Linked DNA regions of Rattus norvegicus: region 1 is linked to region 2. Evidence: chromatin contacts called from public Hi-C data. All regions are on one chromosome and are shown on one strand. The core of a region is the stretch at or near the end of the contact, and the rest is flanking DNA. Distances in the headings are between cores, read along the strand shown. Region 1 holds the start of Pglyrp4 (peptidoglycan recognition protein 4). Region 2 has its middle 20 kb from the start of S100a6.

The links. Hi-C and Micro-C count contacts between places; a contact is called where the count stands out from the background.
Region 1: a contact with region 2 is called in a Hi-C map of the A7r5 cell line, with 2.5 times the contacts expected there. The contact joins the promoter of Pglyrp4 here to the enhancer-like site in region 2. A contact is called at or near these places in 3 of 12 Hi-C or Micro-C datasets (the A7r5 cell line, frontal cortex and mammary epithelial cells).

What each region holds. Positions count from the first base shown.
Region 1 is chr2:178,497,798-178,502,531 of GRCr8, reverse strand. It overlaps Pglyrp4 (peptidoglycan recognition protein 4), which reads right to left and starts at 2,294. Exons shown (of 9, transcript NM_001412554.1): 1 at 1,908-2,294.
Region 2 is chr2:178,416,532-178,421,398 of GRCr8, reverse strand. No RefSeq gene overlaps it. Among named protein-coding and RNA genes, the nearest start is that of S100a6, 20 kb to the right of the region's middle. Within about 2 kb of position 3,613, at least 1 of the 93 cell types and tissues checked has an H3K27ac peak or open chromatin away from gene starts, as enhancers often do. A contact at or near this core is called in the A7r5 cell line, where this site is marked.

The DNA.
Region 1 (4,734 bases), core at 1,045-3,544, 82 kb before region 2:
AAGGACATGAAGATCGAAACCCTAGGAGGTAATCAATCCCCCTGTTCTTCCTGACCATCAGTTCCTGATCATCAGGGAATCTGAGTTTATCGACTTTTTCCTGGGCACATCCCTAAAGGTTGAAGTTCTAAAGGTCTTGTTGGTGTGGGAAGCAAACTCAGGCTGACCAACCAACCAGCTTCAAGGCTCTGGCTGCAACTGGAGACTACAGTGGTCTTGGTGTTAAATCCTCCAAGGAAGTAACCACTGCCATCGGAGGGGTCATCATCTTGGCCAAGCTTTCCATCGTCTCTGGGCAGAGAAGCTACTGAGGGAATAAGGTTGGCAACTGGTTGAGGCAGTGTTTCATGCAAGGTGACAGGTAGCTGTGGCTTGTGATGGTGCATCTCATCCTTGCCCTGAGAGGCACTGGCATTGTCTCTGCCCCTGTGCCCAAGAAGTTGCTGATGGAGGCCAGTATTGATGACTGTTCCACATCGTCCAGGTGCTTCACTACCACCCTAGGAAACTTTGTCAAAGCCATCTTCGGTGCTCTCTCCAAGACCTACAGCTACTCGATCCCCCAGCCTCCGGAAAGTCTCCTTGTCAGGAATTCAATGTCCATCCTATGAAAACCCACAACAAAACCCCTTCAGAGAACCTAGGTTCCAACTGTGGCTACCATATAAGGAAGTTTATGCGGGAAAAATAAAGTAAATTAAGGCTGAAAAGTAAAAAAAAAAAAAAAATAAAGTTAAAAATTAATTTTAAGAGTCCAAAAGACTGCCAAGGCTGTCATGACCTAAACAGGCCATGAGGTGGCAGCATATGCCCTTTGAGAAGCCTGATGTTGCCTTCCACTCATGAACGGTGATCTTCCTCACAATCTAATCTCCTCATCTTCTTCCCTGCTGTGTCCTGGGTTGCACAACTTCTTAATTATAGAAAATAACCTTCTAAACATACGTTCTATCAAAACCAACACAGTCTTCATTGTATTTAGCAAGTGTTTATCCGTCTCCTGTATGCAAAACTTATCTAGTGATGAGTTAGCAGATTAATAATGCAGTAAGGGAGATAGACCAAAAAGCCAGTAATTATAATGTCCACAGTGTGCTGCTTTGGAAAACCTACTATTTTCTACAAATGGTGTAGACTTCAAGGAGATTCCTGAGGTAGAGCCAGGCAACAGAAAGCTCCTGAGATATAACACCTGCAAGTCTTGGGATGAGGTCTGGAGTTTCAGTAGGAAGTGAAGTGAGGACAGGTTTATTCAACACCCAGGGGAGGTGAAAGGACTGGAGAACAGCATCCAGGAACAAGAAAGAGACAAGCAGCTTTCTCAGCTTGGAAGGCTAAGTTTCCCAGCAATCAGAGATTCTGGGCAGAGATGCCCAGGCAGGAATGAGAGAAGTGTGCAGACTTAACAGACCTTCAGAATGAGAGTTCAGAAACCAGAGGGCTGAAGACCCCTCCACATGAATGCAGGAGTAGCCCAACGTACAGACATGGCTGAAGGTGGCCTTCAGGGTAGCTAGTCATCAAAGACTGGGTGTGAACAGAGCCCAGAGATTGCAGAACAATAGTCTAGTTCCTCACCCACCACCTGGGAACTCTCTGGATTTGGATTTCCTGGCACCCTTGTCTCAAACTGCACATTCTGGGTCAGAGGTACAATAGGATGGCTCTCAGGAGCTATCTGTGGCTACCTACAGACAGGCAGGTAAGTTGGTGAAGGACAACTTTGGTGAGGGGGGATGCTAACTTCCTCTACAAGAGGAAACAATTAGCAAACCAGAAGCCACCAAAGTCCCTGGAGCACTTCCAAGTCCCTTCTGCACTACATCCAACCTGTCCACACAACCAGAACCCCCATTTCCTTCTCCAGGGTCTACATCAGTGAGTCCCCCTGACCCTCTTATCCATACCTTCTCCCCAAGCAGCTCGATGTAACCCAGACTCCACATCCAGTGCTCTGGTCTAGTCTGTCCTCTACTATCTATGTCACAACTGATCTCTAGACTTCTGCCAGGACCTTCCTTACCTATTTTCACAATGCCCAAGCCCTTCCTATGCCACACCAAACCCTTCTACCCATCCAGATCTACCCTAGCACTCCAAGCTTGTACGCCAGTCATCTGTCCACCTAACTTCATTTCACCCAAGCCATTTCCAACCTCTTGGTTTAACCTGCCCAAATAGCTCTTCTACCCTAACCTGCTCTGTCCATATTAGACGTAGAACTAACAAAAGGAGTCTAGAAGCACAGACAATCCTGAGAAGTCAGGGGACACAACCACTTCTGATCACATTGCTGTCCCAAGAGGAACCGGCCTAGAGCCCTCTGGGGAATCTAGGAGCCTTCAGGGAAAGGATCCTTCCAGTCTCCGCCTGCACCCAGACCTGAAAGCCAGTCTCAAGGAGCTCTGACACACCCAAAACCAGAGCTAAGACCACCACTTCTGCTCCAAGGGACCTGCCTGGAGCCCTCAGAACACAGGAACCCAAAAGCAGTCTGGGACAGGATCCTTCCAGTTTCCACCTGTGCCCGGAACTGACCCTGTGACACAGCTCTTTGTACCCAGATCTCTCTGGAAGAAAGCCAGTCTCCAGGAGTGCTGACACACAGGCTTACAGGAGGGTCAAGTCACTGTCAGAGACAGCAAATCCAACTAACACCAGAGACACCTAAACAACAGAAACCAAGACTGAGAAGCACCTAAAAAAATGTTCAACATCCTTAGTCATCAGGGAAATGCAAATCAAAACAACCCTGAGATTCCACCTCACATCAGTCAGAATGACTAAGATGCAGGCAGGTCCCTCAGAGCAGAAGTGGTGGTCTTAGCTCTGCTTTTGGGTGTGTCAGAGCTCCTGGAAAAAACTCAGGTGACAACAGACAGTGGTGAGGATGTAGAGAAAGAGGAACACTCTATTGTTGGTGGGATTACAAGCTGGTACAACCACTCTGGAAATCAGTGTGAAGGTTCCTCAGTAAATCAGACATAGTACTACCTGAGGACCCAGCTATACCACTCCTGAGCATGTACCCAAAAAGATGCTCTAACATACAACACAGACACATGCTCCACTATGTTCATAGCAGCCTTATTTATAATAGCCAGAAGCTGGAAAGAACCCAGACGCCCTTCAACAGAGGAATAGATACAAAAAATGTGGTACATCTACACAATGGAGTACTACTCAGCTATTAAAAACAATCACTTCATGAAATTCACAGGCAAATGGATGGAACTAAAAAAATATCATCCTGAGTGAGGTGACCCAATCATAAAACACACATGGTATGCACTCACTGATAAGTGAATATCATCCCAAAAGCTGGGATTACCCAAAATACAATCCACAGACCACATAAAGCTCAAGAAGAAGGACAACCAAAGTGTAGATGCTTCAGTCCTTCTTAAAAGGGGGAACAAAAATATTCATAAGTGGAGATACAGAGACGAAGTTTGGTGCAGACTGAAGGAATGGCCATTCAGAGCCTACCCCACCTGGGGATCCATCCCATATATATACAGCTACTAAACCCAGACAGTACTGCTGATGTCAAGAAGTGCATGCTGACAGGAGCCTGATATAGATGTCTCCTGAGAGGCTCTGACAGGGCATGACAAATATTGAGGTGAATACTAGCAGCCAACCATTGAACTGAGAACAAGGTCCACATTGGAGTAGTTAGAGAAAGGATTGGCGGAGCTGAAGGAGTTTGCAACACCATAAGAACAAAAATCCCAACCAACCAGAGCTCCCAGAGACTAAACCACCATCCAAACAGTACACATGGACAGACCCATGGCTCCAGCTGCATATGTAGCAGAAGATGGCCTTGTTGGGCACCAATGGGAGGAGAAGTCCTTGGTCTTGACAAGCTGAATCCCCAGTGTAGGGGAATATCAGGGCGGAGAGGCAGGAAGGGGTAGGTGGTAGGGTGGGGACAACGCCCACAGAGAAGAAGGGATAGGGGGTATAGGTTAGGGGGTTTATGGACAGAAAACCAGGAAAGGAGATAACATTCAAAATGTAAATAAAATATCCAATAATAAAATATAAGCTATTAAAAAATGCAAATCGATCCATTCGTATCACCTTGTACAAAGCTCAAGCCCAAGAGGATCAAGGACCTCCACATAAAACCTGATACACTGAAATTAATAGAAGAGAAAGTGGGAAGAACCTCAAACGCATAGGCACTGGGGAAATTTTCCTGAACAGAACACCAATGGCACATGCTCTAAGATCAAGAATTGACAAATGGAATCTCATAAAACTGCAAAGCTCCTGTAAGGTAAAGGACATTGTCAATAGGACAAAACAGCAACCAACAGATTGGGAAAAGATCTTTACCAATCCTACAACAGATAGAGGCCTTATATCCAAAATATACAAAGAACTCAAGAAGTTAGACTGCAGGGAGACAAATAACCCTATTAAAAAATGGGGGACAGAGCTAAACAAAGAATTCTCAATTGAAGAATATCGAATGGCTGAGAAGCACCTAAAGAAATGTTCAACATCCTTAGTCACCAGGGAAATGCAAATCAGAACAACCCTGAGATTTCACCTCACACCAGTGAGAATGGCTAAGATCAAAAACTCAGGTAACAGCAGATGCTGGCGAGGATGTGGAGAAAGAGGAACACTCCTCCATTGTTGGTGGGATTGCAGACTGGTACAACCATTCTGGAAATCAGTCTGGAGGTTCCTCAGAAAATTGGACATTAACTGCCTGAG
Region 2 (4,867 bases), core at 2,364-4,863:
TGTGTACATGTGTACAAAGCAAAAAACAATACAGTGACTCCTGGAGGCAAACCAAACAAAACCAGAGTGATTTGGGGAAAAGTAACTTAGGCCCATGGAAACAGTGGCATGCTTCGTGCCAAATTCTGAAGCAACCTTCCTGCAAAGGCCGTTGGACACAGAATCCATGTGATGCTGTACCCATCCCGGATTTAAACTAATGGACAGTAAATAAATAAAAGTAGATTTGTAAAAAAAAAAAGAGTAAGTTCTTATTTGTCCTATGTTAAGCCCTTGTGAGGTAATATTTCTATTTGTAATAAAGAATAAGTTCTGTTCAGATGTAGTGTAGGTTTCTGTCTGTAGTTAAAGAATCGATTCCTGTTTGCCCTGTGTTAAATTCTTGCACATTAGTTTCTATTTATAATTAGGAATAAGTCCCTGCTTCTGAGATCTGACATAAACTACAAAACTTGGTTTTCAACCTTCACTAAACTTGTGACCCCATCTACACGTTATATATCCTCACCCTTCTTCCTTCCCTATCATTGTATCTTTCTAACTGTGTATAACAGCCGACTCTCCCCAGCTTGCATATATACATATTATGCAAATACTGTGGACTATATCCACCAAAGCTTGTTCTCCTACACCTCAGGACTCCATCACCATTACTCTTGTCCCTGGAGTTTGTAGCAGTCACCACTGTTACAACCACCCATACTTCCTCTGTCCCTGATAAAATCTGACAAAGGCTGAGAATGCAAAAGGCTTGGTTCTAAGTCACCCTTGCCACCTAGAAGTGTTCTAAATAGGTTCCAGTTCTGGAACAATACAAAGAAGTCTTGGGGAGAGCTTAGAGGGACGTTTTCTGCTGTGACAAGGTTCCTGCCTTCCTTATACTGGTTGTTGTCATGTTATTGTTTCTTGAGGGGAAAGACACACTAGCAAAGAAATTGGTGTCAGCCAAGTGATGGTGGCACTTGCCTTTAATCCTAGCATTCAGGAGGCAAGGCAGACAGATCTCTGAGTTCAAGGCCAGCCTGGTCTACATAGCAAGTTCTAGGACTATACAGAGAAACCCTGTCTCAAAAAAAAGGAAGGAAGTAGGAAGGAAGGAAGGAAGGAAGGAAGGAAGGAAGGAAGGAAAAAGAAAGAAAGAAAGAGAAAAAGGAGAGAGAGAGAGAAGTGCAGAACACAGGAGCTGTTCCTTGCCTGCTGACGTGGCTTCCAGCTTCCCATGACAGCAAATGGCTATGACCTAATCCTTCCAAGGGCCGATGGTGTTTATTTCCCTAGTATCCATGTGTCACCCAACAACCTACCCATCACATCTGCTATGCCCTCTGTGCTCTCTAAACAACATCAAGGACCAGTGCACAGGTCACAGCAGATACAGACACTAAGGAGCCTTGAAGATCCTCAGCGAGACTGGGATCCATCTTGGAGAAGCCAGTCACCGCAAAGCACTTTGGAACAGTAAAGCTCTGAGTGGCCTTCAGGGAAGAGACCAAGTCCTCAGCTAACCCAAGCAAGATCAGGACACCTTTGCCTCCCTTCCCCCTAAGGCCTCCTCTCCCTGGCTTCCCTCCAGCACTCAATTCATTCAGTACCTGCTGGACACCAGGGTGCCCTGAACATTGGAGAAGGGAAAATACACAAGATGGATAAGATTCTCACCCTGAGTATAGTCTGAGAATTAAGGATTTTTGTTTTTATTGGCATATGTAATTATATATGTATTAATTATATAAGGATGATTTGTAGGGTGTTATATTTGTACATGTGTTGTGTTCATCTAGTGAGTACGTTCATGCATCTGGGGCCAGAGGACAGCTTCAGGTGCTCCTCTCGGGCATGGTCCACTTTGGGCTTTTGGGGTTGTTCTGTTTTGCTCTGTTTGTTGTTGTTGTTGTTTGTTTGTTTTGTTTGTTTGTTTGTTTGTTTTTGCCTTTTTAGACTGAGGAATCCGGGGCTTGCTGTTTAGACTAGGCTGGCTAGCCATCACGTCCTGGGGAATTGCCTGCATCTACCTCTCCACCACTCCCAGCTTTCAACATGGCTGCCAAGACCCAGTGAGACTCAAACTCATGTCTTTGGGCTCCCACAGTGAGCACTTACACTGAGTCATCTCCTCAATCCCAAGATGCCATTTTTAACTTTTCTTTTTCACGCTTTTTTCTCTTTGGAATTGTAAAAGTGACCCATCCTCTTTACAGAAAGGTAAATGTGACAGCCATCATGCCACAAATAAATTTTGCTTCACTTTGTTAGTGAGTTTTCCTTACTTTTATATTTTCATCAAACCAGTGCTTGCATATGCCTTTTTGCAATGATACCCAGTCCCTCCCTGAGGGACTATTGTTAGTCAACAGCTGTTAGGGTAGAGGTAGTATGTTATCTTCTTTCTCTTTCTCACTAGGAATAGTCTTCATAGTGTGGTAATTTTATAACCTTAGATTTCATTTTCTTTAGTGGTGTAGTCACTGATAAGTTCCCTGTGCTCCATCAAATAAGGTCACACTTGCTCTCTGGAAAGAAACTCTAGTTAAGCTCAGTGGATCACACAAAAAAGAAGAGGTGAAAATAGGAGGTGGGATTGCTGGGAAGAAAGGTTTCAGTGGGAGGTGGAGGGGAGATTAAGGGGACTGGGTGGGGGAGACTAAAACCCATTATATAAATGTAACAGTTTTTAAATGTTTTTGGAAGGCAACATTTGTAAACTAAGAAGCCCTTTGACCTCGTTCCTCTCAGCTTTTGGCACTGGGAAGTCACCAAGTCTAAGGTTGTATCAGTCTAGTAAACAAAAACCATTAAGACACTAAATGTCATTTGTCCAAAGTATATTTTCAGAGTGCTTCCTTATTACTGGCCCATGACGTTCATAGTTTCTGTTTTATCTGGTTTTCAGTTGTTTTGTGGAGTTTCCCTTGCCAAGTAAAGAAGCCTATGGCATCTATATTACTACATGATAAAAAGCTACATATACTAATTTTCAATGCAAAGTTATATATACCACTATATATAACCCAACTTCATATCCTGTGCAGTAATGTCCACCAAAATCACTTCCTGAACACACATCCCACCCTGTCCCAGCTGCCCCTTCCTCTCTAAGGATGCGATGTTCTGGCTCCTGAACGTTCCCTCCCTTTTCTATGGTCAGTGATTATTCTGTATGTTAATCTCTCGTCCTCTTTCATGTCAGGAATATTCTTCATATTGTAATGATTTTATACCCTTAGTAATAAAAGACCAGGTTAATTTACAGCTCTGATTGGCCTGATTCATCTTGTTTATCCACCTCTTTCAACAATCACTGTGGCCAGGGTGACATCATCCACAAGAGCTAAATTACAGGCTTGGAGAAAAGGCCACCCTCTGATGCTTTGTTTGTGAAAAGTTGCTGTTTGTAAAATAGCCAGAGGACTCCATGTCCTCAGAACATTTCAGAGGGTGTCAGCTAGGAGATGTTCACTGACCAATTCCCCTTTCCATGTCCTCAAACTTGCCTCCTGAAACTCCAACAGGGTTCCAAATCTGCCCAAATTAGTCACGTCACCTCACTCTAACCCGAGGTCAGCTACAAGTACCAACTTGCCCGTCACCCAAGTGTGCGTGTGAAACCACACTGCAGTTATGAGCCACTGTAGACTGCCTCCTACATTCCAGAGCTTTGAGGGAGACTGCACACAAGAGGCTTGTCCAGGGCTCATGAAATGAAGAGACAAGGTTCTCGGATCACCCGGGTCTGCAGTCACATAGCCACAGTGTAAGAAGGGTATTAGGTTTTGAAGTAATACCAAAAGGATATGGAAATAAGAAAGACAGCTGCCCTAGAAATGAGGGGCAAAGCCTCAAAAAGGGTAGTGGTTGGACAGATGAAAATGAACACAAGGATAATAGCAAGGACCAACTGGACCCATAGCCAGCCTCTGGGCACTGGGGACTTACTGGGTCCTTTTACAATTACCATACAATCTACCCACGGGACCCAGAGCTGAGCCCCTTTGTCTCCCTTGCTGGTCTCCCTTCCTCCTCCTAGCCTCCTTCCTCCCCCTAAAGGAAGCAACACCAAGACCTCCCAAAGGCAATTCCATCCATTCACTCATTCTCCAGACCCCAAAGCCTTCACTGCTTCAATTACAGTGGCCCCAAAGTAGAAGGTAAAGGGGGTACATTTCTAAGCATTCTGGAGAAACTCTTGGTCCCCTATGGGGAATATTCTAGGCAGGAGTCTAAGTCCAACACACACAACAACCCTACCCTCACCTCAAAAAAAGACAGTCTAGGATTACCCAGAGAGAAAGCTGGGGTGTTTGGGGGTGCCATTTCTTCCCACCTCATCCCCATAACAGAGGAAAGCAGGCACTATTCCCCTAGACCAAGTGGGAAGTTCACTAAGAGAACCTTTCAATTGACTGAAGCCGGTTCATGTAATGGAAAATACAGGAAATGGCTCCTGACCCAAGTGTAGAACATTCTGAAGGTGGGAGGCGGCCTGTCCCAAAGTCAGTGAGGAAAGATGGCTGCTAGGAAGTCAACTGCACTGCCACCTGATGTTTAGGCAATTATTGAGGTCTCATGATCAGATAACAATCCCTAAAATATAGGCTCTGCCTACAGAACAACTTAACCCCACCAGAGTCCGAGTGCAGATGTTAGCTGGATCCTGGTGAGGTTTGTCATAAGTGATCTCATCAGGTGAAGAGACAAACCCACAGGAGTCAACACATCTTGAGGATTATGAGGGTGATGGTCAGAATGCATGTGACTCCTTGTGGCTCTATTCTCCCTAATCAGAAGAGCAGGCAGACACATAGATGATGACAGATTGCTAAAAGAGTAAAGAGGCTCCATGTGTCCCTTCCCCATTGCAGGGTAGGCC